Linked DNA regions of Mus musculus: all the other regions are linked to region 2. The links are chromatin contacts, called in public ChIA-PET, Hi-C, HiChIP or PLAC-seq and promoter capture Hi-C maps. All regions are on one chromosome and are shown on one strand. The core of a region is the stretch at or near the end of the contact, and the rest is flanking DNA. Distances in the headings are between cores, read along the strand shown. Region 1 holds the start of Zdhhc4 (zinc finger, DHHC domain containing 4). Region 2 holds the start of Lmtk2 (lemur tyrosine kinase 2). Region 3 holds the start of Spdye4b (speedy/RINGO cell cycle regulator family, member E4B). Region 4 overlaps Trrap (transformation/transcription domain-associated protein). Region 5 holds the start of Arpc1a (actin related protein 2/3 complex, subunit 1A). Region 6 holds the start of Kdelr2 (KDEL (Lys-Asp-Glu-Leu) endoplasmic reticulum protein retention receptor 2). Region 7 holds the start of Trrap (transformation/transcription domain-associated protein).

What was found. Promoter capture Hi-C pulls out the DNA fragments that hold promoters and counts their contacts. A called contact is a pair of places that touch in the nucleus more often than the background predicts. ChIA-PET counts read pairs in DNA pulled down with a chosen protein or histone mark. HiChIP or PLAC-seq counts read pairs in DNA pulled down with a chosen protein or histone mark.
Region 1: a contact with region 2 is called in an RNA polymerase II ChIA-PET map of memory CD8 T cells, with 8 read pairs. The contact joins the promoter of Zdhhc4 here to the promoter of Lmtk2 in region 2. A contact is called at or near these places in 1 of 484 Hi-C or Micro-C datasets (CD4 T cells) and 3 of 115 datasets of contacts at active chromatin or transcription factors (large pre-B cells, memory CD8 T cells and stem cell-derived neural progenitor cells).
Region 3: a contact with region 2 is called in a FOXA1 HiChIP or PLAC-seq map of pancreatic cancer cells. The contact joins the promoter of Spdye4b here to the promoter of Lmtk2 in region 2. A contact is called at or near these places in 1 of 39 promoter capture datasets (liver) and 1 of 115 datasets of contacts at active chromatin or transcription factors (pancreatic cancer cells).
Region 4: a promoter capture Hi-C map of liver shows a contact between it and region 2, with 2.6 times the contacts expected there. The contact joins the enhancer-like site here to the promoter of Lmtk2 in region 2. A contact is called at or near these places in 7 of 39 promoter capture datasets (the 3T3-L1 cell line, the SN4741 cell line, cranial neural crest and 4 more) and 1 of 115 datasets of contacts at active chromatin or transcription factors (pro-B cells).
Region 5: a Hi-C map of CD8 T cells shows a contact between it and region 2, with 3 times the contacts expected there. The contact joins the promoter of Arpc1a here to the promoter of Lmtk2 in region 2. A contact is called at or near these places in 4 of 39 promoter capture datasets (the HPC-7 cell line, cranial neural crest and liver) and 1 of 484 Hi-C or Micro-C datasets (CD8 T cells).
Region 6: a contact with region 2 is called in an H3K27ac HiChIP or PLAC-seq map of embryonic stem cells, with 3 times the contacts expected there. The contact joins the promoter of Kdelr2 here to the promoter of Lmtk2 in region 2. A contact is called at or near these places in 2 of 39 promoter capture datasets (fetal liver and hematopoietic stem and progenitor cells) and 3 of 115 datasets of contacts at active chromatin or transcription factors (embryonic stem cells and large pre-B cells).
Region 7: a Hi-C map of CD8 T cells shows a contact between it and region 2, with 4 times the contacts expected there. The contact joins the promoter of Trrap here to the promoter of Lmtk2 in region 2. A contact is called at or near these places in 9 of 39 promoter capture datasets (the 3T3-L1 cell line, the C10 cell line, the SN4741 cell line and 6 more), 4 of 484 Hi-C or Micro-C datasets (B cells, CD8 T cells, Th1 cells and 1 more), 10 of 115 datasets of contacts at active chromatin or transcription factors (the 230-238 cell line, the SCID.adh cell line, bone marrow-derived macrophages and 7 more) and 3 of 9 other capture datasets (adipose tissue, embryonic stem cells and liver).

The regions. Positions count from the first base shown.
Region 1 is chr5:143,327,530-143,330,977 of GRCm38.p6, reverse strand. It overlaps Zdhhc4 (zinc finger, DHHC domain containing 4), which reads left to right and starts at 1,740. Exons shown (of 8, transcript NM_028379.5): 1 at 1,740-1,812; 2 at 2,408-2,587. It overlaps 0610040B10Rik (RIKEN cDNA 0610040B10 gene), which reads right to left and starts at 1,670. Exons shown (of 2, transcript NR_027874.1): 1 at 1,625-1,670.
Region 2 is chr5:144,098,728-144,101,978 of GRCm38.p6, reverse strand. It overlaps Lmtk2 (lemur tyrosine kinase 2), which reads right to left and starts at 1,618. Exons shown (of 14, transcript NM_001081109.2): 1 at 1,203-1,618. The coding sequence starts at 1,305.
Region 3 is chr5:143,179,465-143,182,865 of GRCm38.p6, reverse strand. Spdye4b (speedy/RINGO cell cycle regulator family, member E4B) reads right to left here and starts at 1,849. Exons shown (of 8, transcript NM_001384193.1): 1 at 1,228-1,849. The coding sequence starts at 1,245. It overlaps Rbak (RB-associated KRAB zinc finger), which reads left to right and starts at 2,091. Exons shown (of 5, transcript NM_001045482.2): 1 at 2,091-2,317; 2 at 3,324-3,380. The coding sequence starts at 3,366.
Region 4 is chr5:144,786,791-144,790,150 of GRCm38.p6, reverse strand. Trrap (transformation/transcription domain-associated protein) reads right to left here. Exons shown (of 71, transcript NM_001081362.2): 13 at 2,413-2,491; 14 at 559-793. Among named protein-coding and RNA genes, the nearest start is that of Gm23995, 14 kb to the right of the region's middle. Within about 2 kb of position 1,465, at least 3 of the 459 cell types and tissues checked have an H3K27ac peak or open chromatin away from gene starts, as enhancers often do. A contact at or near this core is called in liver, where this site is marked.
Region 5 is chr5:145,082,224-145,085,611 of GRCm38.p6, reverse strand. It overlaps Arpc1a (actin related protein 2/3 complex, subunit 1A), which reads right to left and starts at 1,743. Exons shown (of 10, transcript NM_019767.2): 1 at 1,640-1,743.
Region 6 is chr5:143,402,394-143,405,784 of GRCm38.p6, reverse strand. Kdelr2 (KDEL (Lys-Asp-Glu-Leu) endoplasmic reticulum protein retention receptor 2) reads right to left here and starts at 1,965. Exons shown (of 5, transcript NM_025841.4): 1 at 1,733-1,965. The coding sequence starts at 1,823. It overlaps Gm20635 (a long non-coding RNA gene), which reads left to right and starts at 2,043. Exons shown (of 3, transcript XR_868670.2): 1 at 2,043-2,176.
Region 7 is chr5:144,766,947-144,770,130 of GRCm38.p6, reverse strand. Trrap (transformation/transcription domain-associated protein) reads right to left here and starts at 1,337. Exons shown (of 71, transcript NM_001081362.2): 1 at 1,284-1,337.

The DNA.
Region 1 (3,448 bases), core at 491-2,990, 770 kb after region 2:
TCAAAGTTAGTCAGAACAGAAACTTTTAGAGAAGACCACGAAGTCCTTCATTTACATGGGGGAAAGAAAGAAAATTCAAGGTATTTAATTACAGCAGGGTGGAGAACTGCTTGATGAAGCAGTAGCTTTCTCTGGATGCCAGATGACCTCCGTAATGTAACCAGTCTTTCAGGACTCCCCACACCTGCTCACTCTGCTCCCAACATTGCAAAGGCCTTGGATACAATACATTCAGAAAGGTAGTTGTTTTCTTTCTTTTCTTTTTTTTTTTTTTCTAAAAGGAAAAAGAAATGAGAAGCTGGGGTAGGAAGCAAAGCAAACAGGAGAGGGGAGCTTTGAGGCTAATGCTTAGAGATCAGACATTTTTTTCCTCAAAGGGAACCTGTTTTTCAGAGGCGTCAAGAATAGTTCTCGGAGGACCTGGGGGGCACTCAGACAAAGCAGCACCCCCATCCCCTCCAGGAACCTTCTCAGTGCTATGTTTAGCAGCAGCTCCTCTCAAGCCAAGCCTGCCCATTATCAAAACAGCCTTTTTATCCTCAGGGATAAAACACTAGTCACTGCTCCCCACAGGGAGGACGTTAAAGCTGTGCACAGAGATGGCAGGAGTAGGGGCATGCGGTCAGCAGAACCTGACTCACAGGGGGACATACTGTGACCCCTGCAGTGGAACATGCTGGGACTGTTGGGACAGGGCCCAGTGGTGTGTCTGCCAGGAAGACACAGGTGTCCCTGTCTAGGTACCTGCTGGGTGGTCAAGGGTTACTGCTGAGTTCCCGCCAGGACATGCAAAGGCTCGGCACAGTCCAGCAGTTCTCCTGCACCGACCCAAGACAGCCTTCATATTCTGTCAAAAGTGCTCGAAAATTCCAGTTCCTGTGTTAGGTGTGCCTGCCATCCCAACCAAAGTTAGGCTGAGACAGGAGGTTCAAAAGCCCAAGGCCAGCCTGGTATAATTTGGTGGGACTTTAATTTTGTTTGCTCATTTGTTTTGTTTTGTTTTAGAAAAGGTCTAGCTATGTAGCCCTGCCTGTCCCGGAACTCATGTAAACAAGGCTGACCTCTGACTCAGAGAGACCTGCCTCTGTTTCCTTAGGGCGGTGAATAAAGTCATGGGCCACTATGCCTAGCTGAGATCATATTTTGGAAAGAAATTCTTAAAAAGAAAATAGCTAGGGCTGGAGAGATGGCTCAGCGGTTAAGAGCACTGACTGCTCTTCCAGAGGTCCTGAGTTCAAATCCCCCCAACCATATGGTGGCTCACAACCATCTGTAATGGGATTTGATGCCCTCTTCTGGTGTGTCTGGAGACAGCGACATTGGACTCACATAAAATAAATAAAACAAATCTTTTTTTTTTTTTAAAGAAGAAAAAGAAAATAGCTTTTTAAATCTACGCACATACAAGAAATCAGAATTACACTCAGCGGATCACAACAAGCAAACACACCCACAAGAATCAAATCAAGGCCACGAAAATGGGACGGGGTTGGGAGAACGAAGGACTCGTACATAGGCAGTAAATTGTCAAGTAATAATAAAAGTGCGAAGGAAGAGAGAGCAGAGGACGAGGGAGGGAGAAAGACAAACGTTAAGAGAAAAAGAAAAGAGAAAGAAAACCTACGACGGTACGAAAACACAATCGGCTCGCAGAACCAGAGGCCAAAGACAATAATTTCCGGCCTCCCGCTACTTTTTCCGTCGGAAGTCGCCTCCGTCGCGGGCACTGATGACGCCATGGACGCGCCGGAAGTCTTGGGGAGCGCTCCGCTGGGGTCCGCCGGCAGCGGCGGACGGTTGGCCCGGTTTGGGGTAAGGCGGCTCCGGAAGGCTCTGTGACACCCCGGCTGGGCGGCGGCCGTCGGGACCCCGTGTTTGAGTGAGAGCACAGTCCTCTCCGAGCCCCCTGCATCCCGCTCGCTGTGTCCCCTCCTCTTCCAGTCGTTGTCCGGGCTCCGGACGTAGTTGCCGTCTCCCAGCCTGCTTCCGAGCCTCCCTTGTCTCCTCTGAGCCTGATGCGTCCGGGATCTGGTTGTGGGATGGGCTCCATTCACCACTGCCCTTCCCTGGTTCCCCGCAGCTGCAGATTCTGTGACCTCAAGCATGCAAGGGCCTTGAATAATGTACCCGGAAAGTGTCCAGCAAAGGGAAACGACTGGGGCCCTACCCCATGTGGACAACCTCACCATGCGTCTGGACCCCGGTGTGGGCGCCTCAGTGATAGGCGTAGTGACAGTGACAGTGACAGCTAGAGGGATGATAGACCCCCAAACTAGTGGACTTTGAAGTTTTCTTCCCAGGTCAGCAGCGGTACAGCATCCTCTACTTCTGAATGCCTTTCACAGTGCACTCTGCCATGGAGACTTATTCAGCAGTATGTAAGTGTTGCGTTTGATTGTCTCCGCAGCCGGTTCCAGCCTCCTGGAACAACCATGTCGCCAGTTTTGCGCGTGCCAAATTCACGGCGCTGCCCAAGCGGAGCTGCTATCTGAATTCTCCTTGGATGTGGCAAAGGGAAATGAACGCAAAAGGTGCCGCTGGAAGTGTCCGACCTAGAGAAATATGTAGACCGGAGCCCTGTTACCTTGTGAGAATGGCATTTTTTTGTTTGTTTCCTTTTTGTTAATAGTTTCTGTTTTGATTCTCTGCGTTGGAATTTTGGTCCAGAATCCTGCCTCGTAAAGCCAATGTCAGTGTTCCCAGTTTCTTAACACGGGCTTTTTATATTTCATCATTCTGGTCTGGAGGGTGATGGGTGACATCATGACCACTGACCTGTTAAATATGCCCAAGTTTGGGTGTGGGACCCTGACTACCTCTAGGAGTTGCTCATTCTGATGAGGTCGGCGCAGGTTCTTTTGCAGGACTTTATCAGTATCCATGTGAATATTTAAAGATGTAAAAGGGTGTATTGCTGGGTGTGGTGGTGCACTTCTGGAATCCCAACCCTTTGAAAGCTGAGACAGGAGAATTCTGAGTTCCAAACTAGCCTGGCCTGCATAGTCAGATCCTGTCTCAAAAAACAAGGGGTTGGTGGGCTGGGAGCTCGCTCGGTGAGTGAGGGTGCTTGCTGTGCAAGCACAAAGTCCTGAGCTTGGATCCCCAGCACCAACGTGAGTGTGCTTTAATGCATGTCAGCCTCGCCACAAAACGTTGAGCTCCAGGTCCGAGCTACAGATCCCAGAGGCTCTCAGTCTTCCTAATGCTGTGACCTCTTAATACAGTTCTTCATGTTGTGGGGACCCTCGGCCATAAAGTTACTTTCCTTGCTACTTCACACGTGTGATTTTGCTTCTGTTACAAATCCTAATGTAAAGGTCTATCTATGCTTCTGGTTTGGCAGTGCAGATCTACAGTCCAGCATGGGGGAGGGGGACAGTAGGCTCTGTTGGGCTTGCTGGCCAGTCAGTCTAGCTGAGCTTGTGAGCTATAGGTTCAGAGAGGATAG
Region 2 (3,251 bases), core at 369-2,868:
CTGGAAGCCATTACACCTCTTTCATTGTAGATTTTTTTGAAACTCCCATATTGACCGGAGGCAGTTCTGCCCTTAAACCTTGACCTCAGGTGCGTTCCAGAGACAGTTAAGACTTTAAGTAAACTGGGAGGTGGGTGTAGAATCACAAGACAAGGTGAATCAAAGACCTAAGTTTGAATCTAACTACAACTTGGCTGTGTCACCTTGAGTATATCTTTTGATCACCAGGGTTCCAGGATCCTCAAAGCAAAAGATGAAGAAATTGGACTAAATTATCTTTAAGCTTTCTTCCAACCTCTAAAGTTCTTTGAAATGTCAATACCTCCCCCTTCGTTGAAAAAAAAAAAGAAAGAAAGAAAGAAAGCCGTAATGATGGAAAGTTAGCCTAGATTTGTTTTTTTTTCTTAAAATTTCTGAGATGGTTTCTTTGGCTGAAGTTTTATTTATAAACTCCAAATCAAAACTATATGCAGAAAATACAGAAGGGCTGAGAGCTTGAAAAGAGAATCACTCGCTGAAATAGTTCAATTACCCTCAGGCCAATTTGTCAGTGGATACGCAAAAGCTGCTATGCTACTCCAGTCACTAGCTTCCTAAAACAAAATTATGTATCGTTTGTTCCTTTCTCATCCCCAGCGACTCATTCCGAAAAAATAAATAAATAAACAGATAAATAAACCAATAGCCCAACAACCACAGCATCTAAAATCAATTTACAACTTTAGAACAAGTTTCGGTGAGCCAAGGAAACTGCACAGCTTCCGCGAGTCATTGGTTTCATTTAAGGAATGACGAGAAATAAGAAACGGTTCTTATAATAAGACGGGAGAAAAGCCACCAGAGGCAGGTGACATCTGGAAGAAGAAAAAAAAAAAAAAGGAAGTGTCGAGGACAGAAGCTGGAGGTACCTTTAGGGCAACAAGTTTAAGAGTCCGGGAAAAAGAGTCCCCCGGGAGGTAGGGGAACCCATCGCTGCCACCTCGCCCCGCCGTCTTCCCCAACCCCCACCGTGTCGCCGCGCCCCCGCCCCCCATCCCACGCCCCTGCGGCAAGAAATCTCCCTGAGATCGCGGGCATCCCGCGGCCTCCTGCCCTCGGCAGGCCTCCGATCCGCCGCAGAGGTGGCCCAACCCCGCAAGCCCGCCGCCCTCGCCGCCGCCCCGCAAGACGCAGCGGCCCCGCAGCCCCCGGGCTCCGCTCACCTGCACCTGTTTGCGGAAGTGGCGCGGCCCGGGCACAGCCGACCGTCAGGAGCAGGAGCAGCAGGAGCATCGGCGGCGGCGGCGACGCCGGCGGCCCCGGCATCTCGTCCACCGCGCGGTCCCCCACGGGGCCGGCTCTCGGGTCGCCGCCTTCAGTCAGTCGGTCAGCCCTCCGCGCCGCCTCAGCGACACCGGCGCCGGCTGCTTCGGGACACACGTCTCTTTAGCCAAACGTCAACCTTGTTCCTGGTCTGCATCCGCCGCTCTGGCCTCGGAGCCAGCATCATCCTTCCCGCCCGTCAGCGCCGCCACCGCCGCCGCCGCCGCCCCTCAACAGCAGCAACGGCGCCCAGCCTGCGGAGCCGCGGGCCCAGGCAGCCGCGCTCCCGCCGCCATGATGGGCTGCGTCATGTGACGTAGAGCTGAGGCGGGATGCCGGGACCGACACCTGGACCAGCCAATCGTCAATCCATACTGACTCCGGGAGCCCCACCCTCTCAGCCATAGGCGGCAAGGTGGCGATCGGTGCGCCCCCTGCAGACAGAGGAATGAGGCGTGGGCAGCAGGTAACATCGACAATTATTTTAGGAAGATATAAAGAAGTCCATAATAACCCACATAATTTAATCTGGGACTTTTGTCTCTCTTTCTCCTACTTTTTATTTTTCTTTTCTAATTTTTACCAACATGGTTCTCGGTATTTTATCCCCGGTTTTACTTTCTTCATTTTCACTTATCAGAACTTTCTTAGCCTCTTCTTCTTAGGCTGACCCTCATATCAGATAAGCTCTTGAGGAAACGTTGAAATTTTTAAAAATTTTAATTGATCAAGCACAGAATGTTTCTGACTTCACTTACTGACGTAGCAGTGAGCTCAAGCCAGCTCCTCTGCCAAGACAGCCAGCCCTTCCTGCCCCCTCTTGTTCACCTGGCAGATGCGCATCCTTTCATTCGTCAAGACACACCTGGAATATGTATGACTTCATCGATGGCTTCACCCCAATCCCACAAATAACTGAGCATCCACAGCCCCGACCTAGCCCAGCCCTGGGCCGACTGTCATGTTTTATTGTTCCTGTGACTGTAAACCCCTTGAGGACAGCAGCCCTGTCTTGAGTCACCTTGGAGCTCCTCCTGGGTGTTCTCTACTGGAACTGTGCTAGGTGTTGGTGATGGGTGTGAGGAGGGAGCAACTTCCAGGTGAGGTAGAAGATGTCTCAAATGCAATGAAGAGATTGCTTGCCTTGCAAGCTTGAGGGCCTGAATTTGATCCCCAAGAAATCCACATAAAGAAAATCTAACCTTAGTGGACAATGCTTGCTGAAGAGGCAGAAAAAAAGATGGCTCGTAGGACTCGCTGACAAGCCAGACAAACTTGCTAGGTAAGTTTCGGGCCAATAAGAGACCCTGCCTCAAAAACAAAAAGTGGACCCTGACCCCGAGGAAAGACACTCTTCTGGCCTTCACACACACACACACACACACACACACACACACATACATACACAGGGACAGGTGGAGAAAATGCACACACATAAACAAATCACATGCAAACACAAGCAACACATACATCCATGCACACAACACATACATCCATGCACACAACACATACATCCATGCACACATAATAGAAAGGGAGAAAGTGTTTGACTGTAACACAGCTCTGAGCCCCTTCCTTGGGGTTGGGGAGACCACCTTTGCTGACTCTGGGAGTCCAATTTGTGAATAAAAACACCTGAAGAGCTGCCTTGCATCTTATCAGGTGGAACTTTAGCAACTTGCAAGCCCAGAGCTTCACCTGGTTTCCAAACTCCCTCCAAAAACCCATTGTAAACACTTAGCTGTCCGTGGTGCTAACTGACTCAGCCCGGGGCACAGGATGTCTAGGGAATATGTCTGGTGTTGATCGAGGCAAGCCACACTAAAAACCTGAGGAAAGCAGTAGCCGGCCTGTGACACTTGAGCTCAACTCGGCCTCTTCCTGCTGATCTTTCTGGGCAGAGGGGAAGGAAGGCAAAGGTCTAGAGAGGAGGTACAATTGCCCCGCTG
Region 3 (3,401 bases), core at 600-3,099, 920 kb after region 2:
GTGGTAGAGCCCCTGCCTAGAATTCCCCAGTGAGGGGCTGGGGTGTGGCTCAGTGGTAGAGCACCTGCCTAGCTTACAGGAGGGCCTAGGCTCCATCCTCAGGCAAGGAGGTATTAATAAAAGATTAAATTTTGCTTGTTGCCAGATGGTAAAGACTGCTTCTCTGTTCTACCCTTCTCACTTTAAAGAGTAACATTCACTGTCGAGATCTGTATTGTCTCTTTGACACCTCTCTCTCTCTCTCTCTCTCTTTCTCTCTCTCTCTCTCTCTCTCTCTGTGTCTCTGTCTGTCTCTCTGTCTCTCTGTCTCTGTCTCTGTCTCTCTCTGTCTCTGTCTCTCTCTGTCTCTCTCTGTCTCTCTCTCTCTGTCTCTGTCTCTCTCTCTCTCTCTCTCTCTCCTTTTTAGTTACATATACTTTCTGCCCTTGTTTCAAGAAAGAACTTCCTTTTCTGAAAGACCCAAGAGCCCCTTTCTATGCATTGCAAACCTCAAGGAAGAGAACAACCCTGTCACCTGGGGAACTTATGAATCTACCTTGGACTCAAGAGCTGTTCCAGTCCTGTCTGTAGTAGTTGAGAGGTCACTCACTATACCTGATGTCCATCTAGGATCATTATCACTAGCAGGGACACTTGCTGCCTGCTGCTTCTGCTGGAGGCCACATATTACAACAACTGCCGGGTGCCAGGGTCACTGGTGGGTGAAAGGCTAGGACGTTAAGTGTCTAGTTTCTAAAGCCTGAGGCAATAGAGCCCTAGGTCAGGACTTGGAGCTGAAAGCCTGTAGGCCTGCTGGTCCAGCCAGTAGACCTAGGATGGCCCACACAGGTTGAGCTTCTCCTATCTGTGCAGAGCAGAAGGATCTCAGTCTGTTGACTGGCAACCCTTGTTCCGTATGTGTGTACAAACCGAAATCTTCTCTCAATACAAAAATTATATGAGCTTGAATGTCCTCACTGCAAGCAAGGAATTCCTTTTCTGAAAGGCCTGAGTCCCATCTGTGCAATGTAAACCTGGAGAAAAGAGTGTTCCTATCTCCCTGTCACCTGGGGAGTTTAGCCCAGGCCCCTCATTCAGAGACGTAACCCCTGCTTGCCACGGGGAAGGGAAGCTTTTGGTTTAAGAGATAGGAGCCAGCTCAGGTGGGCACCTCAGTGACCAGGTGAGGTGAGAACCTGGGAGAAGGTGCCCCATGGCAGTGCAGGCCTTCCGAGGAGGAGGGCTCACCCTTTCTCCTGAGACCATGTGTGCCCTGCAGCATCTGAGAGGGATTCGTGATGCTTCTGTCTCCTGCTGGTTGCTCAGCAGTTTATTACCTAGGGTTGGCGCTCCAAGGCGCTTGGTGCTTCTGGGATGAAAACGTTACTCTCTGCATCGGCGCAGAGAACTTTTTCTATTGACAGGCTTTGTTATTAATTTTGACGCCAACGTCTTTATGAAGAACTAGGCCAAGAACGTCGTTGCATTAATTCAATAAGAAATCGAGGAGCCGTTCATCATAATGTAACCATCGTTGAAAACTGTCATTGTCGCCCGGCCCTAAATATCACCTTTCAGAGATCACATTGCAGGTAGGTGTTTTCTTCTTTCTGTGTTCTCTTTCTGGTTCTGTTTTTTAGAGTTTCTGGGCATTAGACGTATGTTCTAGAAACCCACCATTAGTGTTTGTGCCTCCTTCTTTGTAAAGCACAGCTGGTTATTTCTTGTACCTAGTACTTCAAGGAAGTTTGGTTAATCGAGAATGACACTCAGTTTTCTTTCCTTCTAACACAATCTTCCTCTTATTTTAGGAGTCCTGAGCCAGGGACAAGACTTGGGACTTCACGCAGCAGGCCGTTTCTCCAGGCTCAAAGGGAGTGAGGACAAACAAGAAGGTAAGAGCATGGCTGGAGGCAGCCATTGCTCTCAGAGCACCTCCCCCAAACTGCTGGGAGGAGGTAAGTTCTTGCGCGAGGATCCCTAGATGCAGTGGCGCGCGAAGGCGTCTGGGACACAGAGTTTCTGTGCAATTCTTGGGGAGAAAGGAGAGCCTTGGAACTCGGACTTCCGGGAAGATGCTGCACATGCGCGTCGCGGCCTGTGCGCGTGCCCGCGCTTGCGCTGGGCCACTGCGCCGTGGTGACTTCCTGCAGGTCTGGTGTGTCGAGGCTACCTTCCCTCCCGCAGCCTTTGCGTTCGCTAAGCTGGAGTTGCCGAGCCTGCAGGGCCGAGGCCGGAGCTTCCGGGGCGGCAGCGAACAGACTCGGCTGTGCGGGCTAGGGAGGCCTAGCGAGAGCTCGGCGCGGAGGCTGACAGGGGCAGCGGAGACGCCTGCTCGGTGAGGCCCGAGGGCGCAGAGCGATCGGGGCTGCGGGAGGGATGCTGGGCACAGATGGTGCCCAGTCAGTTCACCCGGGCACCCCGCTGTCCCCAGCTTGCGGCGCCTGGGAGGGTCGAGGTGGTCGGGCTGACAGCGGGACAGCTGCATCGCTTTGGGCTGCACGGTCAGTCCCGAGGACAGAGTGCAGGCACTGAAGAACTCAAGGGCTCCAGATTCCCACGGTGTCACTCAGCGTCCATCAGCTCTCTTGCTCTGTCTGTGGTCCCCCCCCCCCCCGAGTCTGCCCTTGAGGCATCGTAATGGTCTAGTGCTCAAAATCTGCTTTTACTTCTTTCTGCTCGTGAAGGAAGACTGAGTCTGCGACAGGTGTGAGACTTAATCAAGGTTGTGTTGAAATGAGTGCCATTGTTTTCTAGTTTCTTCCCTTAGTCCCTTTTTAAGATATGCAGCAGTAACCAAGTTTAGTTGGATAGTTTGAAAACAAACCACGCTTTATCCCTGTTTGTCGGACGTCTATCCATCTGGACCATTTTTCCTTTTTGTGTTTTAGTTTTTTTGAGGCGTGGATTCCTTGTGGCACATATTGTTCTGGTAGTGGGTGATCCTCCCGTCTCCGCCTCCAGAGAGTTGGGATTGCATGTATGTCACCTCATGGAACATGGATCCCAGATATATATATATATAGTGCCCAGAATCCTCATTCACTGTGACATATTTTGCAACAGTTTGAATAGGAAATAAAATAAGTACCCTTGTTTCCCCCACCTTTACACCAAATGCCCGTGGATAAAAAGAAGGCAGCGTAGTGTTCATCATAGAACTGTACCCGCCCCCCCTCGCCTCCCACCCCCCATTCCACCTGTTGGAGTTAGGTTTGTGATTTCCTTCCTATCACCTCTGCAGTGTGTATAAGCTGCGATTTCACTTGGTGGTTCCCAGGCGAGAGACATGTCCCTGTGTAGACCAGTTAATCTCCGATTTCAGCGAGCTTTTCCTCCAGCAGGTCAGTCAGCAGTGTCTACAGTTCCCCCAAGAGGAGCAGAACATGAGCAGATCAAAGGTAAGTTTTTCCCGTTTGTAA
Region 4 (3,360 bases), core at 216-2,715, 690 kb before region 2:
GCACTTGGGAGGCAAAGGCAGGCAGATCTGTGAGTTCGAGGCCAGTCTGGTCTACAAAGTGAGTTCCAGGACAGTCAGGGCTATACAGAGAAACCCTGTCTCAAAAAACAACAACAACCACAACAAAATTAAATCCTAAAAAAAACAAAACATAAGGTGGATGGCCTTTGCGGCCCCACACATGCACACAAGAGTCAAGGGCTGCTGGTTTCTGAGCATGGTGAGCAGGATCCAGCTGATTCAGAGTGGCTCTCCAGTGCCATGGAAAACCTTCCATCCCTCCCTCCCCAACACACTGACTGGGGTCTCCACTGACAGAGAAGCCTGACTATGGCTGCCCAGCAGGGATCTCTTCTAGTCAGCACCAGGAAGTACATGGAACCTAAGAAGCTGCCCTGATGCTGACTAAAGAGAAACAAGCAGCTTCCAAGCACAGCTGCCAGCAGCAGGGGAGGCAAGGCTTCAACAACTCAGTCTAATTACCAAGCCACACTCTTATCCGGCTGCCTCATCACCTACGTTTCACAGTGCTTTAAGATAAATCATGGCGGTCGGTACCTCCAGCATCCGCATCAGGACATCTCTGCCATTGCCACTCTCCTGCTCACTCTTGGAGCGGATGCAGTCCACCAGGTTCAGTAGGAGTTTGCAGGACATGGTTTGGATGCTACTGGGCAGGGACTCATCATCGATGTTCTTGGCAAAGAGCTGGACGGCGAGGGAGAGGTCGCTGAGGGGCAGGTGCTGGCGAACGTGATGCACAAGGTCGGCAAGTGTGCTGTAGGCGAGGGGCCTGCAGGAGGAGATGCCACCGACAGGGGTAAGATCCAGTATGGCCTTAGTCCCCACCCCAACCCTGTTCCTCTCCCAGCTGCTCAACTAAAAGGCGCAGCCTTTCTAATCCTGCTTCACTCCTTGCTGTCCACACTGGAAAGCTACCGTCCATGCATGTCATCAAGTTCCGTCTTAGCTGGCTACGTGTTGCCGTGATTAACTCTGACCACAGCGACGTGAGGGAGGGTTCACTTGCCTTACGTTCTGGGGTCACAATCTATCACTGCAGGAACTCAAGGAAGGAGTTCAAGTGAGAGCTTGAAGCAGCAACAGTGGGAGAACCCAGCCTACAGGCTCATTCACACTCAACCAGCTTTTTTATACAGCACAAGAGCATCCGCCGAGGGATGGTGCCACCCACAGTGGGCCGGGCTCTCTTGTTGATTAGCAGTGAAGAATATGGCCCACAGATGTGACCACAGGCCAATCTGACAATTCTTCATTGAGTCTCCTTCTTGTCAGGTGGCTTTCCAGATCAGCTACTGGCAGGCAGGCAGGCGGTAGCTTCTTGGCAAAGATAGTTTAAGGCAGCCATTCTCAACCTGGGGTCATGACCCCGCCAGGGTTAAGAACCTCTGCTCTGGATTATGTCAAGTCGACAGGACAGTAATAACTAACCAGGAAGTATATAACAGACACCGGCAGAAACGCCAGTGAGAGCACAAATGATCACTGGCTTGTTCGCACACTGAGTGGTGTTGCTACTCAAAATTAACAATGTGCCAGGCGTGGTGGCACTCAGGAGGCAGAGGCAGGTGGATCTGTGAGTTCCAGGTCACCCACAGCTACAGTGAGACGACCTCACATGTTAGTTAATAGGTTAATGAATGCTCTATATGTTATGACCACTGAATGCATATACAACAATATTGTCTGGGCTTTTTTTTTTTGTTTTTTTTTTTTTGTTTGTTTTTTGAGACAGGGTTTCTCTGTGTAGCCCTGGCTGTCCTGGAACTCACTTTGTAGACCAGGCTGGCCTCGAACTCAGAAATCCGCCTGCCTCTGCCTCCCAAGTGCTGGGATTAAAGGCGTGTGCCACCATGCCCGGCTTGTCTGGGTTATTAAATCGTGCAGGCTGATCACTGACTGAGCTCTGGGTTATTAAATCGTGCGGGCTGATCACTGACCTCTGGGTTATTAAATCATGCAGGCTGATCACTAACCTCACTGACCTCTGGGTTATTAAATCGTGCGGGCTGATCACTGACCTCTGGGCTACTAAATCGTGCGGGCTGATCACTGACCTCTGGGTTATTAAATCATGCAGGCTGATCACTAACCTCACTGACCTCTGGGTTACTAAATCGTGTGGGCTGATCACTGACTTCTACCTTGTCATGAGTGCGTGAGCACACACATACCAAAAAAATTTTTAGAAAAATGTTTGGTTTTTTTTTTTGTTTTTTTTTAATTAAAACAACCTAACGACTTTCAAACTTGCTGCCATTCTAAATCCAGGAAGTGAGCAGGGCTCAGCACACCTGCATTCATTAGAGCCCTACCAATGCTACGTGCAGATGATCCTGTCCCTAGCAAGCACACCAAGCAGCCCTGCGTCCATGTGTACTAATGCTGTACCTGAGTGTCTCCCGAGCGGTGTACCCAGAGCCGATCAGGATGGATTCATCAAACAGCTTGTCCATGCAGGGGATGAACTCTAGGAAACAGGAGAGCATGTCACAGGCCTTCACAGGCCTTCACAGGCTCAGGGCAGAGGGAAGACCACAAAGATGGTCCCTGAGAGGGAAGATGCTGGCTCTGCTGGGCCACACACGCCCACCAGCTGCCCACAAAGACATGGATGGGCTCATGGTCAGTGTTGGAGAACTGACCAAGACGAGCTAGAGAGATGGCACAGTCACACCAAAGACAGAAGAGAACAATCTCTTAAGAATATGGATGAGAAGCCCACACACAGCCTGACACATTCTGGAACAAGCCTGACATAAAGCTTAGTTCTAGAGTCGAGTACATTTCAGGCCTCCAGGCTCCTGCACACACCTGCACTCATGTGTGCAACCCCTCACCCCAACACACAGACAGACAATAAAAATAAATCTTCAAAAAGTGGTGCACGCCCTTAATCAATCTCAGCACTCAGAAGGCAGAGGCAGGTGGATCTCTGAGTTCGAGACCAGCCTGGTCTATACAGAGAAACCCTGTCTTGAAAAACAGAAAGAAACACACACACACACACACACACACACACACACACACACACACACGAAAAGAAAGCTAGAGAGTTGGCTCAGTAAAGACTTATGTTAGATTCCCAGCACCCACGTGGCAGCTCAGAAGTGTCTGCAACTTGAGTCTCAGGAGAATCTGATGCCCTCTTCTGGCCTCTGCAGACAACAGGCATACACGTGGTACAAAGATGTACAAAGATGCAAGTAATACACACACATCCATACACATAAAAGTAAACAAATGGAAATTTAAAAAGAACACCGAGATAGAGAGAGAGAGAGAGAGAGAGAGAGAGAGAGAGAGAGAGAGAGAGAGCGCGAGCGCGAGAGAGTGCAC
Region 5 (3,388 bases), core at 494-2,993, 980 kb before region 2:
GAGTTTCCATTCCCTGTTAGGGTCAATTTCAAGTCATTGATTCACCTAGTTTCTTTTTTCTTTTTCTTTTTTTTTTTTTTTTTTGGTTTTTTGAGACAGGGTTTCTCTGTATAGCCCTGGCTGTCCTGGAGCTCACTCTGTAGACCAGGCCGGCCTCGAACTCAGAAATCCGCCTGCCTCTGCCTCCCGAGTCCTGGCATTAAAGGCGTGCGCCACTACGCCCGGCTTTCATCTAGTTTCTAATTGCTCTCCTTACCCAGCCCAGCGATACCTGTGCTCCAACAGGTCACCACGCCCTACCAATGTTCTGACAGGCTTCATTAGAAATTCCAGCTTCATCAGACCATCTCCACACTTCCTGTAGAGAACTTATTTTGACCTAACACTAGATAATTTAGATTCAAAACACTGCCACCCATCCTCTAAAGGAGTCTGCAATTTCCAATGGGTCCTCTCAGCTGTGAACAGCATATGAATTGAAGAAGCCTTCCCCCAACCCCCACCCCTGAGACAGCCAGTGACTTGATCTAATGGGGTAAACACCCGGGACTGATAACTTATAGAGACCTGAAATCCTAAGGCCTACTAGGAAACCAAAAGATTAAGGGAACTGATAAAATAGGATGCCAACCTAGGTCATTTCAGAAACTGGGCAAGGAGAAGATAGGAGAGAAACACACCATGACAACAGATGGCTTTATACTCAGAGATTCTAAGCTGCAATTTATTAAGTGCCTCCCATGTTCCCAACAGTGTTCAGTATCTGAACGGGGCCAGGAACATGAATAAATCCTTGTCCTCATGTCCTTCTCCGGAGGAAAGAGAGCAGAAAGTAAAGGAAGGCAGATATGCCTTGAAAGTCTCAGAAGCACCAGTAATGGCTATCATTTATTATCAGATCATTTGAACAGCTTCTCTGGGTTAGGAATTGCTGTAAGCAACTCAAGCACACGAACTCCACGCGAAACCCATAAAACCAAGTAGACTAAGAATCTTCTTACTGCAGCTGGGGAAACTGAGGCACCAAGAAACAACCTTCCCAGAGACACCTGACAAAGTGGCAGAGTCAAACGGGAACTCGGAGGGTTCTACATAAAGGACCCTATGAATACGGGTGCAGAGGAGAGTACAAGTCTGACTTGCGGGGGCGGGGGCTAGAGCTAGGGAATCTTAAGGTTACTGGAAAGATGGGCTTTCTCTTGCTGGGAAGGGTTCCCCAATAACTGACGGTTCGGAGGCTGCTCTAGGCAACATCCTAGATGTTGACGAGATGAACAGATACTCGTGACAAGCCACCGGGGGATGGGGGGGGAGATCCGCCCGTCTAAACTAATTTTACAGATTGTGGTAAATGCTCACAGTAGGGGTGCAAATGGTACTATGGGGGTGTCGGAAGCCGAGTTGTTCCTTCTCTCATCCGAGATGGAGGGCAGCTGGAAAGTGCTCAGAAACGCTCGGTCTGTGTGTGAGGGGGGCACCAGGGACTCAGAGGTAACCACGAAGGGCTGAGATCCCGGGCCCCTCAGCTCCAGACCCCGCGCCTAACAGCCCTGGGCCCGCCGCCCCCGCGTGCCATAGAACATACAAAAAAAAAAATGGAGGCGACCCGGGCCAGACTCTCCGCCCTGTGGCTCCTTACCTGAGGTTGGGGAGGTCTGGAGGTCCGGAGCGGACGATTCGCGGACTCTGGTCAGTCGACGCGAACTGGCTCCGGCGGGCGCGGACGGAGGAGGGAGGCCTAGAGGGAGAGGCTGACAGATCCCGGAAGTGACCGGAGCGCCTGCGCAGAGCGGCCGCTCTCAGCTGGCGCTTGGCGCAGGCGCAGGCGCAGAACGTAGCCTTTGTTGGCGTGTTCTGTCTGAAGAGCGGCTGCTGCTCAGGTGAGGCAGCCGCTCGTCAGCGCTAGGGCGTGCTTGTGGAACTGGATGGGCGTCCTACTCCTTTCTTTAAGGAGGTTTTAACACACACACATTTCTGAACCATGGCCCAAGTGTGCAGCGTTGGGAGCTTCTCAAGTGCTTTTTGTTACAAATTACTGAGCTAGGATCTCTCAGGCTTTGTGGTTCTGAAGAACAATTCAAAATAAAATAAAATAAAATAAAAATATTTATGTGGCTGGGCGGTGGAGGCGCACGCCTTTAATCCCAGCACTTGGGAGACAGAGGCAGGTGGATTTCTGAGTTTGAGGCCAGCCTGGACTACAGAGTGAGTTCCAGGACAGTCAGGGCTACACAGAGAAACCCTGTCTCCAAAAAAAAAAAAAAAAAAAAGAATTATATGGATGTCTGTGTCGGTATACGCATGTGAATTCAGGTGCCCCTGGAGGCCAAGAGAGCAACAGATCCTCTTGGAGCTGGAATTGTAAGTTACACCATGTGGGTGCTGGGAACTGAACTCAGGTCCTCAGCGAGAACAATACAATCTTTTAAGCTGAGCCATCTTGCCAGCCCTTGAAACTATGTTTGTGTTCCTTCATAGAGGGTGGGTCAGAACTGGTGACTATTTTCTGCCTGGCGGACTGTCCCTGTCCTGGACCCTCAGTAGAAAGTCTCAAGTCTACCTAAGAGTCCCCTTGACTGTTCCTAGATCAGGACCACTTGTTCCTGCACCCACAATGACACCACAAGAAGGCGCAATGGTGACATGGAAAGAGTGTATTCTATGTAGATGCAATTTATAAGAACTGCCCTGAATGCTACATCCAGTCAGACTGTTGCCCCTGCTCTGGTAGAAATTATGAAGCAACCAGTTAAGTACCCAGGTTCCACTAGAGGTAGGCACCCCAGTCCTTGTCTTGTGGTGGTCTATATATTTGACCCAGTGGACAGTAAACACTGCCCTAACAGAAATAAGGGAATAGTCTATTTCGAGTCAAATATCCATGAGCATTGCTTAGCAGTGCTCGGATTCCTTACCCTAAGTGTTTGCCCCACCTTGAAAACAGTTGCGTTATGGTCTTTAGAATTATTATCGGTCTGTGTGTGTGTGTGTGTGTGTGTGTGTGTGTGTGTGTGTGTGAGTGTGTGTGTGTGTGAGTGTGAGTGTGTGTGTGAGTGTGTGTGTGAGTGTGAGTGTGTGTGTGTGCTGTGTGAGTGGGTAGCACTCATATGGTGGTCAGAGGTCAGCTCTGTGAACTCAGTTCTCTGCTTTCACCTTTACACGGATTCCAGAGATCCAACTCATGTGGTCGGACTTGTTCAGCAAGCGCTTTTCCCACCAAGCCATCTCGCTGGCCTTGGGTGAACTTTTATAGTTGCAGGACAAGAGAAAGCCACACATCAGAACATTTAGCAGAGTTGCATTGGTGGGAACATCGGATAGGAGGGTTATAGCAAGAAGAGTCAATCTTTCCTAGGTTTCAACTTAGGTTAGAGAACTCTTAGCCTTA
Region 6 (3,391 bases), core at 716-3,215, 700 kb after region 2:
AGACTAAAAGTAGCACCCAAATCCAACAGCAAACGTGACAGAACCACTGGCATCAAATGTGCAAACTCAAACTGCTCAGGCCGAAACAAAGGTTAATTGGAAATTCCAAATTCATTACTGCTTATGCGTCAATCCTGGCTTCATCGAAAGCCTGCTAACCTGCCTAAGACTCGGTTCCCTCATCCAGTCCGGGGACCGTTGACATGGTTATTTTAAGTACTGCCTGAGAGGAGCGCTATAACACTCAGCTGACTACTTAATGCACACCTATCGCAACTGAAGCAATTAATTGACTGTCATTCTGAATCCCACACTGGGCTCCCAGTTCACCTCCCAGTCAGATCCCCTGGTTCAGTACAAGGACTTTGTGACGTCCACTTCGATCGGGCAAAGGTCTTTTGGGTTGTGCTTACTTCCTGGATCTCAACTATGTTCCAGGGAGAGATGAGACCTTCAGAGAGCAGAGTCAAAGGGGCGGTGCTACTTTAGATGAGGTGTTATTAATAAACCAGATAGGTGGCGTCTCCATCACCCAGGGCCTTTAGGACTTCTATTTTCTGCTGTCTCTGAAAAAAATTAAATTTGAGTTTACAAAGTTATTTCATTTGGGGACATAGCATTAAGGACAGTATTTTAAGAATATATTTATTTAATCAATCAATTAATTAATGGGTTTTTGGGGAGCAGGGGGTGTTTTTGGAGACAGGACCAGCATGTAGTCCATTCTCATTTTGAATTCCTGAACCTCAGGTTACCACCTCTCGAGTGCTGGGATTACAGGCAAGCACCATCACACTCACCAAGAACTTATCTAAAACTTGTAAGATTCCTAATATTTAACGAAAGGCAGAAGTCCACAGCTATTATGTGAGGAAAGTTCACTCTACTGCCTCTCTGCAATGTAGTTTGAGGGAGGTACAGCGCCAACTCAATGGTGACGTGGAGCAAGGATACTAGCCGAGAACAGAGGCCTCTGTGGTACCCAGCGCTGGCAGTTTAAGAGAACCAGTTATTAGACGGCCACACTCAAGGATGAAAAACTAGCTTGCTTCTCAGAGTAACATGAAAACTATGCCAAGCAACTCACTTAAAAGATCCACATCTCTTTTTATGACGCATGAGATCCCGAACCCCAAGGCTTGAGTTGTAGCCTCATCAACTGTAAGCACAGGCCAGACCTGACACCATCCTGCCCCCACATCCCATCCTCTGCTTGTCCTTGAAGATAACAGAATGAATAGCAGGATGCCCCTCTTCCTCCAGCCAGCCCCACCTTCGCGGGTGGCCTGGCTGCCACGTCAGGCCCAGCTAGTCTGTGGTCCTATCCATCCTCCTCGAGCAAGTCTCCCATTGATTCCTGGGGACTCAGAGGCGCCCCCCAAAAGTCCCATGGAGAGGGACACGCCCACTAGAGCCCCACAGATCCCGTGCTAAACTTTTCAGATGCAGCAGGACGCGGGGGCAGTTACGCCAGCGCTCGCTGAGCCAGGACGGATCAAGTTCGCGAGCGGACCAAGCGCAGAACTGGGGGGCCCAGAGCTGCGACGGACACCCCAGCCCGTGTGCACACTCGGAGGGGTTTCGTTGCCCGCCGAGCAGGCCGAGATGGGTGTGTCTGGCCATCGCAAGCCCGGCACAAAGCCTCCGGAACGACCGAGAGCCGAATGGGTCGGTCGAATGGGCCAAACGCGCGCGCTCCTGCCCCGCGCGCCTCGCCCCGGCGGCCGCTCACCAGCACAGGAGCGCGTCTTCCAGATCTTCAGCAGTAGGATGACGATGGCCGCCAGGTGGGACAGGTCCCCAGTCAGCCGGAAGATGTTCATGGCGGCGGCGGTCGGCGCGGCACAGCGGCACCGGAGCTAGGCAGCGACTCGGGACGCGGCGACAGCAGCCCCGGAGAGAGGAAGCGGCGAAAGATGGCGGGAGCGGGCGCGACGTGGCCAGGGACGTGGCCGAACTGCCGTCGCGCGCGCGGGGCAGCCTGGGAGAGCGGGCGACCGCTGGGGCCACGCCCCCGCCACGCCCCTTAAAGGCCCAGCGTCGGTGAGCAGCCGGACTTTACATCCCGCGTGGACGGTCAACTGAGGACCCAGAGTCCTCCGCAATTTCCGTCTCCAGGGTTTCCGCCTAGGTGCCAGCGATTTCCTTCTCTAAGTTTTTGAAATGCCACTCAGTTGTGAGTATTGTCTTGTTTTTTTTTCCATTCCCTACTAAGATAGCAGAAATACCTATCTCAGAGGCATTGCGAGGGTAGAAAGCAAGATTAAAATTTCTGTGATTAAGAACTCCAGCTTCTCTTGTATAGGACCGAAGTTCGATGCCCAGCTCCTAACCTCGGGGAGCTTACATCACCTTTAACACCAACTCCAGGGAATTCATTGCTTCTGGCCTTTGAGAGCACCTGCACGCCCATGCACACACCCACACACAAACTAACACACACATTTTAAATAATAATAAAAATAAGTCATAAGAAATCTGTCAAAATCTATTAATTTTTATTTAAAATTACATTAAAATTTTGTATTAGGGATGGAGAGCTGGCCCAGTGGATAAGAGCAATTGCTGTTCTTCTAATAGACCTGATTTCGAGTCCCAGCACCCACAACTGCAGACTCACAACAGCCTGGAACTCCAGTTCTATCTGACACCTCTCACCTCTGAGGGTGCCTTCATGTGTGTGCGCGCGCACACACACACACACACACACACACACCCCTGAAACAATAAAAATAAAAATAAAAATTTATTTGTGGACTGTGTGGGCACATCCAGTCAGGCCCAGTTCTCTCCTTCCATCTTGTTGGTTCCTGGGACTAGGCTCAAATCTCCAGGCTTGGTGACAAGCCCCTTTAGCCGCTGAGCAACCCCACCACTTCTTTTTCTTTCCTCTCCCTCCTCTTCCTCTTCTTTCTTTTTGCTTTTATATGTCTGTTCACACGTGTGTGTGCACATGTGTAGGCTGTGAGGCCAGCTATTTCTAGGACCTTCTAGATCCTGTTACACCTTATATATTGAAGCAAGGCATCACACTTGAACCCAGAGCTTGCTGATTTGGCTAGTCTAGCAGGCCAGCTTGCCGAAGGGATCCCCTGTCTCTATCTCCCAGGCTTCAACACAGCCTAGCATTTATGTGGGTGCTGGAGATCTGGGCTGTGTTTCTCGCAGACATGTGTCAGCAATCTTTCTGGATTTACAGTGTTTCTTGTTTGCCATTTAAGAAGAAACTTGGAGGCTTAAATGATGGAGCAGGGTGGGAAGATGGGGCTGAAGCACTAACCCATGCGTCATGGGTTACCTTGGAGATGGCTCAGTTAATAAAGCAGTCACTAGCCATACATGAGGTCTGGAGTTCAATCCCCAGCCCCCGATTAGCCAGCTCCTTACTATT
Region 7 (3,184 bases), core at 88-2,587, 670 kb before region 2:
GACCTTGGGAAAATATACACACTACATCATGGTAGAGCCTTGTCCTGGGTTTTATCCCCCAGTATTGTATAAATAATAAACTATTCTCCTAAGCATTACCTCAAAGACTGTGGATCTTATCTACAGTCGAGGCACAAAACACAAAGCATGCTTTTTATCATTACATTTTCTTAACTGGGGTGGAAGAAGGTGTGTGCCACACAGCACATGAGGAAGTCAGGGGACCACTTGTGGGACGTCTGTTCCTTCCATCCACCGTGTGGGTCTCAGGGATTGAACTCGGGTCATCGGGCTTGGCAGCAAGCAACCTTTACCCACTGAACCAACTCACCGGCCCCAAAGCATACTTTAAAAGCACCACAGTGACTTGGAAAACAGGAACGTTGACTCCTGGCTCATAAGGTAAAGCGCTTGGAGCCAAACCTGGAGACCTATCTTGATATGTGACCACAGGGTGGAGGGGGAGAACTGAGTCCCACAGGCTGACCTCTTAGCTCCACATGCATGCCGAACACACATACACAAACAAGCAAATGCTTAAAAAATAAAAAGCTGAGTGTGCCAGTGCACGCCTTTAACCCCAGGACTCTGTGGATCTCTGTGAGTTCTAGACCAGCCAGGCCTACATAATACCAGAGACCCTGTTCCTAGGGAGAGAAGAGAAAAGCTAAGGATACTATCAGCCTTGCTACCGTGACTTGGCAAACTCTTGCTTTTCCTATCAGAGTTCCTCCTTCAAACACTGGAGGTCCCTCATACTCACCGACTATTAACTAGACTCAGGGTCAAGGCATTCTTAAGAACAAAACAGAAGCCCTAATCCTGGCCAAACTTTTTATCTAGCTTTTCTGCTGTGGAGGCGGTGTTGTGTAGCTCGGGTAGGAGGAGCAGGCTGATGTAGATGTACGGTTGGCCTTGATTGTTGAGCTTCCAGCCCCGACCCCTGACAGGCCTGTGTACCATCACCCCAGGGCTAGGAGGTTCTGGGGAATCGAACCCAGGGTTTGGTGTGCTAGGGGGACACTCTACCCTCTGAGCTATAGCCCAATCATCTGCGCAAACTTTTGCGACACTTAATCTCCTTTTTATAAGCCACTCAGTAAAAGTGCCACTTCCGAGCTCCCACCCGATCCTCCCAGGGACCAGGCCTAGCTTCTCCCTGGGCCAAGAACCTGAAAGCAGGGGGCTACCCTATCCGCCTGTGGATTCTGGAAGGAGGTTCTGAGCTTTTCGAGAGGATATGGATTCAGGCCTGGATGCCCTCGAGCCCACGGAGTCCCCACCCAGGTAAGGAAAAGGCAAACGGCCCCACAGCCCGCCGTCCTCCATCGGGTCCGCCCCGCCCACGACGCCCGGCTGGCTGGACAACGCGCCTCCGGGCCGCCAGGGGGCGCCGTAGCCGCCGCTACCTTCACTCTCAGCGTCTGGCCCAGAGAGCCAGGAGCCTGCGTGGAGGCCCGCAGATGCCAGGATGGCTTTGGTGGGGTGCCGCAGCCCCCTCGACTCCTCACTCAATCCCTTCGCGTCGCAAACGGCCTTCGGGTTCCCTCCTTTTGTCGCCGATCCTTCCCGGGACTCTCAGCGACTGCCCCCCAGCAGGCCGCTGAGCTACGGCAAGCGCCGAGGGCCAACCTCCGCGGCCGCTAGCGCTGCGCGTCCCTCCATCCGCTCCAGCGCAGCCCGGCGCCGCGGAGGACTAAATGCTGCAGTGTGGCTGATCTAGTTTAGGAGGGCTCCTGGGGGGCCGGAAGGACCTCGGTCAAGCAGGGACAGCCTTCTCCACTTCTCCGTGGAGCCGTCGTGCTGCACCGACTCTCTCCCACGCCTGAGACACGCACGCGCGTGCATCTCCCGGGACCGTTCACCCGCCCTCCCTTGCGCTTACCGGGACCTGCCGACTAGCCCCCAGCATCCGGGCCCGAGTCCCCAAGAACTCTCGCCGCCGACGCCGCTGCTGCTCCTCGCTCAGTCCCGCCCCGGCTTAAAGCCGCGGCGTCCGCCCACCAGAACTAAGCTCGGGCGCACCGCCCCCAAGTGGGTGCGGCCTGGGCGGGCAGCGGGGCAGGGAGGGGCGGTCTGCCGCCTTGGGTGGGCGTGCTGTCCTTTTAAATCATCGCCTGGGTGACCTATCTGCTGAGCACCTAGGCCGGTGGGGCTCTGGGCTGCTGCAGCTTCAAGATTCGTCATCGCCTCCACACCCAACCCCGTGTCCCTTTTCCTCGCAGGAACCAGACTGAAGGGTGATTGACACCCGAAATACCTCTCCAGTTGGTTCACTGTGTGTGTGTGTGTGTGTGTGTGTGTGTGTGTGTGTGTGTGTGTGTGTGTGTATGTGTGGCCTTCAGGGCTGGACTTCCTTCCCTGAGATTTTATTTTTCCTCTTCCAGCAATGCTGGGTGTTGAACTTAGGGCTTCACATCCACTAGGCCAGCTGTGTGTGTGTGTGTGTGTGTGTGTGTGTGTGTGTGTATGTGTGGCCTTCAGGGCTGGACTTCCTTCCCTGAGATTTTATTTTTCCTCTTCCAGCAATGCTGGGTGTTGAACTTAGGGCTTCACATCCACTAGGCCAGCGCTCTATTGCTGATCAGCCGCCTGAGAGTGAAGTAGTTCCTGCAAGACTTTAATCACAGCACTGGGGGGGGGGGGGGGGGGGGGGGCCGGGGGGGGGGAGGCAGGCGGATTTCTGAGTTCGAGACCAGCCTGGGATAGGGGCAGATAGACTGACATCCAGTTGGCTTAAAGGCAAACTCGGGTGTTATGCTGCTAGGTCACCCTGAGACAACTACATTTGTCCCGCTTGTAGCTGATGCCCTCCCTTCAAGACAAAATTGGAAGGTGACAGACCTCAAGCCAAGCCAGAGCGGTGAAGAAACGTGGTGGGGAGTAGGGGTATCCTGTGATACCCAGATGAGGACGAAGGTCTTTCTTTGAAAGGGACAACTCAGCCGGGTGTGGTGGCTCACGCCTTTAATCCCAGCACTCGGGAGGCAGAGGCAGGCGGATCTCTGAGTTCGAGGTCAACCTGGTCTACAGAGTGAGTTCCAGGATAGCCGGGGCTACACAGAGAAACCCTGTCTCGAAAAACCAAAAAAACAAAAAACAAACAAACAAACAAACAAAAAAAACCGAAAGGGACAACTCTATCAATTCTACACTACCGAGTAGGTTCTGTGACAACCACTAA